Linked DNA regions of Rattus norvegicus: region 2 is linked to region 1. The links are chromatin contacts, called in public Hi-C maps. All regions are on one chromosome and are shown on one strand. Each heading gives the region's core, a stretch centred on a gene start, on an enhancer-like site or on the middle of the called end of the contact. The rest is flanking DNA. Distances are from core to core; before and after follow the strand shown. Region 1 overlaps Cubn (cubilin). Region 2 overlaps Vim (vimentin).

Evidence for each region. A called contact is a pair of places that touch in the nucleus more often than the background predicts.
Region 2: a Hi-C map of Schwann cells shows a contact between it and region 1, with 6 times the contacts expected there. The contact joins two enhancer-like sites. A contact is called at or near these places in 3 of 12 Hi-C or Micro-C datasets (the Rat2 cell line, Schwann cells and frontal cortex) and 1 of 1 datasets of contacts at active chromatin or transcription factors (oligodendrocytes).

The regions. Positions count from the first base shown.
Region 1 is chr17:81,302,988-81,307,029 of GRCr8, forward strand. All of the region lies in intron 60 of Cubn (cubilin), which reads right to left. Among named protein-coding and RNA genes, the nearest start is that of Rsu1, 19 kb to the left of the region's middle. Within about 2 kb of position 2,089, at least 3 of the 93 cell types and tissues checked have an H3K27ac peak or open chromatin away from gene starts, as enhancers often do. A contact at or near this core is called in Schwann cells, where this site is marked.
Region 2 is chr17:81,583,460-81,587,501 of GRCr8, forward strand. Vim (vimentin) reads left to right here. Exons shown (of 9, transcript NM_031140.1): 7 at 236-279; 8 at 1,094-1,179; 9 at 1,931-2,287. The coding sequence ends at 1,972. Among named protein-coding and RNA genes, the nearest start is that of Vim, 8.2 kb to the left of the region's middle. Within about 2 kb of position 1,807, at least 3 of the 93 cell types and tissues checked have an H3K27ac peak or open chromatin away from gene starts, as enhancers often do. A contact at or near this core is called in Schwann cells, where this site is marked.

The DNA of each region.
Region 1 (4,042 bases), core at 839-3,338:
CCTATAAGGTCTATGGTGATAGACCATAGATGAAGGATCTATATGTGAGTGTTCTTGCATGCGGTCTTAACTTAGATTAAGAGTGCTACAATGACTTTCAGCAAAAAGCCAACATGATGCCCAACATATATTTTTCTCTTAGGAAAAGTAATAAATAATTCAAACAAACAACAACAACAATAACAACAACAACAAAACCCCAGGGCCATCAAACACATTGCTAATACCTCTGCTGCCTGAATTATCATCAGGGCCTCTTTCTGAAGCTTCCTGGTGAGGCTCGAACAGGCTGCTGCTAAAATGAAGTCAGACCAGGAGCTGCCTAACTGCTTCTTACCCTCTTACTATAAAGGTTACACCCATGGCCAACAGCTGTCCAGGCCTAATGGAATGGCTTCTCCTCCCGCCTCAGACCTCACATGGGTCTCCTTTCTGGGTGTCTCTGCTTGTCTGAGATTCTTGAGCATCCCCGGCTCAGTCTAGCTCCACAGCTATCGCATCTGCCTTCCTTTGCCCAGAGGACTCTTGCTGGCACGGACAGAGTCTGTTCAGGTCTCATGTCCTCTATGATCCATCAGGAATGCCTTCCGTAAAGTAAACACTGCCCTCATTCCCAGACTCCTTTCCTCAGGCCAAGCATTACTGTCAAAGAGTTATATATTTAAGGTGCTAATTCTGTGATCCTCCCTTCTAAAATGGACACCGAATTCCAGAGAAGCACAGAATTTATTCTGTTCCATTCTATGACTTAAGAGTGTGTAACGCATGAAGAATGCTTACTCGATAGCCAGTAAGTGCTTTGACCTCACTTGCTACCTACCTGCCTTGCTTTGTTCTCTGTTCTTGTACCACAGTACCATAGGCCAGGTCATTTATAAACAAATACATTAATTGGTGACAGTTCTGAGGATTGAGAAGTCTTGGGAATTCCAGGGCGGCCTCTGTTGAGGGCCTTCTTACCTCCTGACATGTGAGCACCCTAAGAAGGGGCCAAGCCAGCTCTGCAATTGCTTCCTCTCCTGGGTGATGCTATTCACCCCATGCTAGGAACCCCACTCTCACAACTTCATCTAATCCCATTTATACCTCAAAGGCCCCCATACCATTAGCATATGGATTTAAGGTTTACATTTCTACCGAAGGTACTGGAGTGATAGGCACAAACCATAGCCCCACCCTCCCCTAAAATATTCTCAAGTCTTCTCTAAACAAACAGCTGAAGTCTAAACTTAAGTCACACTTACGTCTCTGGTTCCCATGACAACCGTACCCACTTCCCTCCACCTCCTAAATGTACTGTAGCAATGTATTGTGACCCTTCAGAACATGGCTCCCAGATGAATCGCATGGAGCACTCACGGAATTCTCCACCATGCTGCCTAGGTGTTTGCTGACCTAGACTATGCTCCTGTTCTTCCTGCGATTCCTACAAAACCAACCTTGTACCCAATGCAGAAGCCTGCCTCTTTGCCAGTGTCTGCAAGCCCCGGTCCATGCTGTTCCTCCTCTCCCATCCCGCCCCTCGCTGCCTCCGGCAGACGTGGTCTTTCTTGAAGGACTGATAACCCCTAGTCATGGAGCTTCAACTCAAATGTCACCTCCTCAGAGAGGTCACACAGTGGGAACCTCCTCCGGCACCATCTTGTTTTATTTTACTGTGGTCAAACTATGTCTACTTAGTGATCGTTTGCTTTTATTGGGCTCTCCCTCTGCACAAGTGTGAGCTCCACAGGAGGCGTGGAGTTATGCTCTAGAACCACAGATGGCTTTCTTTATCCAAAGAAATAGTGAAGGTTTGGGTGTCCCTCAAACACCTTACTAAAAAAAAAAAACAAAGTACTTTTCATTTTTCTTTCTAGGTTGTTAATTTTAATCGTACTTTAATAACCACTTTCCATATTTCTGTAGCTACGAATGTGAGCCCATAAGAGCTCATTAGACCTCATTAGATCAGAGATCTCAATTTCGAAATTAAAAATTAAACAAACTGACCACTAGATGGTACTGTCTCTCTTATGTGAACCTAATTTCAATTCAAGGAGCAAGGAAAAGTGGAGTTCTGTTGTGGAATACCCTCAATTTACAGAAAAGAGTTACCATGTTTAAGACAGTGTACTTTTTCTCCTGGCAAGTGAGGTTTCGTTACAACCACCGTGGTCTTCACAGTTACCACAACTGGATCATGTACCTGGCTGGTGTTGGGTATTGTGCATATGGGGAGTCCTAAAAGCAGTTTCTGCACCTTCAAGATGCTCTTGAAATAGTGAGAAGGAAGGGCCAAATGTAAGTGTGTGTGCGAGTCTGTGTGTGTATCTCTATTTACAAGCACATCTACAAATACACATGGAAAAATACAAAAAAAGGAAACAGAGAAAAGAAAAAGTAATTATGCCAAATGAGATAAGGGAAATTTATACTGTAAGAGAATGAAGTGTGCTGGGTATGAGTCCGGAAAGAACACCTATTTCATGACAAGGAGCTTGCGTCTTACTCTACAAGACCAGATGCGTGTTTTAAATGGAGACTGGTGGATGTGAGGGGCAGCACAAGGAGAAGCCAGGGCTGGGTAGAAGGTGGCCCTGTGCAAACACTGCAGTCATCCAACCACGTTAAAGTAGGAGCTCTCGTAACTGACTGGAAATATATTTACAACTAGCATGGCTCCTAGCCTCCCGTAGGATCAAACCTGAAATTCTCCCTATCTCTGTTCTGTTCCTTGACAATACCAAATGTCTACTGTGGCCAGATCCTGCACAACACTGGGGCAGGGACTGCACGTCTATGATGCCCTGAACATTAACTCAGGCAAACCTTGCCTTCTAGAATCCTTTGTTTCTTGGTGTCACTGTGACAAAATGCCTACAGTAGTCAACTTAAGTTACACTTTGTCTCTAGGTCTCAGTCCACACACAACTCATCTCTACAGTAGCATGGTTACAGAACTCTCTTGTCCTGGGCCTGTGCAAAGGTCAGGATAGAAGGACACAATGGGGTGGATGTGCACACTTCACAGAAGCGGTGATGCAGAAAGAGAAAGGTGATTGGGACTCAAGTATCTTTCAAAGAGCAGTGACCTATCTTCTTAACTGCCCCCATGCTGACAACCATGTCTTCTTAACTGCTGGGCTGTGGTAGGACATGCAAGACTCAAAGTATGACAGTGATAATTATTTACTCTTTATGCATTTTTAGTGTTTGAGACAATATCTATAATAGGGTAGGCTGAAATTCACACTTATTTAATGAATAACTAAGTACATGAGTGCTTAATGGTAGTGCTGTCTCCTAACTCATGCACCTAAGGCCTGCTGATGCTGTCCCTGAAGATGCAGATGCGCACGCCCTTCCCCAGTGACTGATTCTGTACAGAAGGGGTAGCCCAGTGAGTTATCACAGGGGGTCCCAGAAAGCTCACATAAGCCTTTTGCTCAAGTTTGATGCTTGGGAGTTTATAATTGGTCTTACAACAATAATTTGGAGCATTTAGTGTTTAGAAGTCACATTTCTGAATCCCACAGGATAGTTAAGTGTGGAGAATTTTCTCTTCAGATGGGACTGGGAATACACCTGCCAACACCAAGAGCACTGATGGAGCTAAGGAGGAAACCCTGGGAGGGCAGCAACTTCTTACCACCTGTTTCATGTTTCCAGCCAGAGGGAGCAGTGGGGACCACACTTTTGATGCCCCTCAACCACCTTACTTATGCTCAGCACATGGATGACTGAACTAACCAAGAGTTGGAGATTAGGTAGAACACAGCACTGTCTTTTCAACTAATTTTTGGTCATGTCCTTCTTGCAGACATGCCTCGTTCATAGTGTTCTCTGTTTTATGGAGGCAACAATGTGTGTGAGCTTCCATGTATGCTGTTAGGTGCCATGGCGTACTCCCACCTCAGAAGCCTGACATGCTCTGCTCTGATCTCCCTTTCATTGTCAAGGGTAGCTAACTTTTTCACGTTGTATAATGTATCTATTTACAGGTCAACAAACTCACCCCACCCATGTGAATTACATCTCCATGGAGAACTTTCTCTGTCTC
Region 2 (4,042 bases), core at 557-3,056, 280 kb after region 1:
ATGCCAAAGTCAGTACTCCCCACTCTGTAATTCCTCTGGCTCATGTCGCTGTGTGGGAAAGAAAAAATGCTCTTGGTAATTTAAATGGACCGATGAGACCAACCTATGTAGGAGTTTCTTAAACAAGTCGTTAACAACGAGAGATTTTGTATTTGATGAAAACTCAAGAAGTATGAAAACTCGTTCCTTTTCCTTGAAGAGCTTTGTTCTCATTTTTGTGTGTTTCTTTTTATAGGATTTCTCTGCCTCTTCCAAACTTTTCTTCCCTGAACCTGAGAGGTAAGCACATTGTCTCATTTTATGGGGAAAAGAATGTCACAAGGCTGTCACCAGTCACTTTGCCTGTGGCACAGCATCCACGTTTGAGTATTTCTTGAACCATGCTTTTCCAAAGAAAATTCAATGAGACGTGATTTCTTTTTTATAAATATGTGTGTACACCCATTTTATTTTCTAAATATTTCTTTTTGGTTTTCGAGGTTATGATATCATTAAATCACTTCCCCCTTCCATTCTTCTTTCCAAACCTCCATGACCACCTCCTGACATATATCTGTCTTTTCAATTCACGGCTTCTTTTTGTTCAGTTGCTGTTACACGAACACACACACACACACACTTCTAGCTATATATTCTTACATACATGAATACAATGGTTCATTCTGTATCATATTGCGTGTATGTTTTCAGGCTTGACCATTTGGTACTGGACACATTTTCTTTTTTATTATAGTTTACGCAAGTGCTAGAGACCAAACTCAGGGCAGTCAGCCAAGCTAAACCCAGAAAGCCATACTCCCAGCCTGACACCCTAAGCCTCAAACTCAAGTGCACTCTTGCCTTCTATGCCCCATTAAGTGTAGACTCCAGTTTGCTCCCTGGTAATGGCACGCTCAGGGAACTGCTATCTCAGCTTGAATGAAGGAGGCCCTAGGTGCTGTGTATTCAAACAGACAGGGCATTGTAGGATTCTGTGTGAGTAGCACTTTGAATAGCTACAAAAGTAAAGTCATAGTGCTTTGGGTAAAATAGTTACTTTTTAAAATCTCTCTTATTTTCCTTACTTCCCCCGCCCCCTTTTTTTTTAATTCAGAAACTAACCTGGAGTCACTTCCTCTGGTTGACACCCACTCCAAAAGAACACTCCTGATTAAGACGGTTGAAACCAGAGACGGACAGGTTGGTAATTTTTGGATAAACTACGGGAATGTTTAAAAGAAGGAATGATGAGTAAATTATACAGCCGTTTTAAATATGTGTTGGTCCCCTGTAAGCCAGTGAGCAGGTGTATCAGATGTAGGCAGCGGAGTCCCCGTGCACACTGGAAGAATATCCTCCAATTCCACCCACGCAAGGACCTTGGAAAGGACAGTAATCTGTCTGCACTCCATAGTATGTTCATTGAATTGGGACTAAAACGCCCTTAAGGTACCTCCTACATGAGCTGCATTAAAGCATGTCACTTAATGACACCAGTTACATCAGGGATGGTTTGATATCAGACATAGGGTTCTCTCTCAGCAACCGTCACCTGTTTGCATAGTACAAGGACCCACATATGGTCAGTCAGGTTCTTGTTACCACTCCATGCCAGGCAGGGCATAGCTGAAGTTAATTGTAATTCCGAGAGCTCAGCCTCGCATGTGGATATAAAATGCATCTGCCACACCCCTTCATATGTCTTAGTTGCTTGTGGCCTTTGTGTTTCAGATTGCTAAGGCCAACTTCCTAGGCACAGTTTCACAGTGTTCTTTTGTACATCACAACCTCCCACTGGACACTTACATTGTCTGCAGGAAGAGGCTGCCCAGCCTAGGCATCTCGCCTAGGCAGATGAGTCAGCATAACGCCCCAGCCCACTCAACACTTCTGTCTGATTAGGGTCGCCTCTCCTTACCATGAGTTGATTTTTGTTTCTTTTTTTGGGCAGGTGATCAATGAGACTTCTCAGCACCACGATGACCTTGAATAAAAACTGCACAGGCTCAGTGCAACGGCGCAGTACCAGCAAGAAGGAAAAAAAAATCGTATCTTAGAAAAAAGAGCTTTCAAGTGCCTTTACTGCAGTTTTCAGGAGCGCAAGATAGATCTGGGATAGAAACGAGCTCAGCACATAACAACTGACACCCCCAAAAGGCGTAGAAAAGGTTTACAAAATAATCTAGTTTTACGAAGAAATCTTGTGCTAGAATACTTTTTAAAGTATTTTTGAATACCATTAAAACTGCTTTCTTTTTCCAGAAAATATCTGACCAACTTGTTACTGCTTCAATAAAACTTCAGAAATACTCTTTCGGTGTGTTATTTTACAATATCCGAACGACTCTCTTCAGTTCTGCTGGTTAATTTGCGGAAGTCATGTTTTAGGCTTTAAGTTATAAGTTTAATTTATTTATGCTTGCGACATAATTTTCAAGTTAGCCTTTGAAGAGGGAGATCACCTCTTTTTCGATGGTTTATTTTTTTAATTCGATATGGGTATATGACTTAGAGGCATGCTCACACACAGGCTGTGGGCTCAATCTTTAGTGGATGAATGCACAAGCGTGCACATGCTTATGTATACACATGTGCACGCCCACACAAAGTTGATATAAATACTGTATGGTATTGGGAAAGTGGCTAACTTGGTAAAATGCTGGTTTCAAAATTATGAGAAGCTGAGTTTGGGCTCCGGAAATCGACATTAAAAAGCAGAACATGATGGTGAGAATCTGAGTTTGAGCATGATGGTATGCTCCTGTAATTCCAACACTGGAGAGAGCAAAAACTCCATGATCCCTGGGACCTGTTGACTAGCTAGTTAAGACAATTTGTGAGCTCCAGGTTCAGTGAGAGACCGTTTCAAAGAAAAGTGGAATATAAGATCCTGGTCTCCGTCTACACATGTGCACATACAAACATGCGTATACACATACCTGAACACATATACCATAGACACATGGGGAGACAACCAGTACTCTATACTGTACTGTACTGCTAGTTTAGGGTGTTAAGTGGGCTTGATTCTTTAGTGTACTTTCTGCTTATTATGTTTTGATTACACGACGGACATATCAAGACGTAACTCCATTGCAAGAAGGACACCTGTATAGTAAGCTAATATGAGCAAAAATGTTGACAGATCTCTTGAAAATCAGTTAAGCTGGATTTGGGCCTAGGCAGGCCCACTTCAGTTCCTACAAATAAGCTTCCTACCAAGGAAGAAGATGCATTTTAGCATGTTACATATACACAGCAGAAACTCCAGAATGTGAGTTAGAATTTCACAAAATGGCTGAGATGCAAACTCATGTCTTTCTGTAACAAGATACAGATGAGGTGCTAGATGTGGGTGCACACATGCAATCCCAGCTTCTGGGAGGTGGAGGCAGGAGGACCAGGAGCTCAAATCTCTACCACATCCTGAGTCCAATTCTAGCCTCAACTACACGAGACACTGTTTTATAAAACAATGGGAAAGATAGAAAGGAATGGAGTTCACCAAGTTTAATTTATAAAACTGGGCTATTTTATGCATATGTGTGTGTGAGTATGTATGTATGTGTGTGTATGTATGTATGTATCACAAGAGCTTCCTACCTGTATGTCAACTGAGGCACATATATGTTGCAGTAAAAATAAGAAAGGTGCAACTAGTTCCACCCATACCCTGGTGGTCTCTCTCTAGTTCTGGCTCCTGCAGGCCATTTTAACTAGCGCTAATTTATCTCAGTGGCTCCACACTGCCCCCAAGTACTTTCTGGCCCCTGTCCCTGAACAATTCCAACACGGCATCCTGTCAGGCTGTTCTGCCCTCACTCACAGCTCCCTTGGCAGGTTGCCACCAGGCCAAGCATGCACGTCCCAATTCCATGGTATCCCGGTACGTGCCATCACCACACAGTTTCTTGAACTCAATTAAGTCACCGCATGAAAGAACACACCACACAATAACCTCTGATCCAATTGATAAGATATAATTTGTCCACCCAGACAGCACAAAGTCCTGTACACACCCTTCCCTTAAAAATAGTCGTAACAACCTGTATCTAAGCACAGA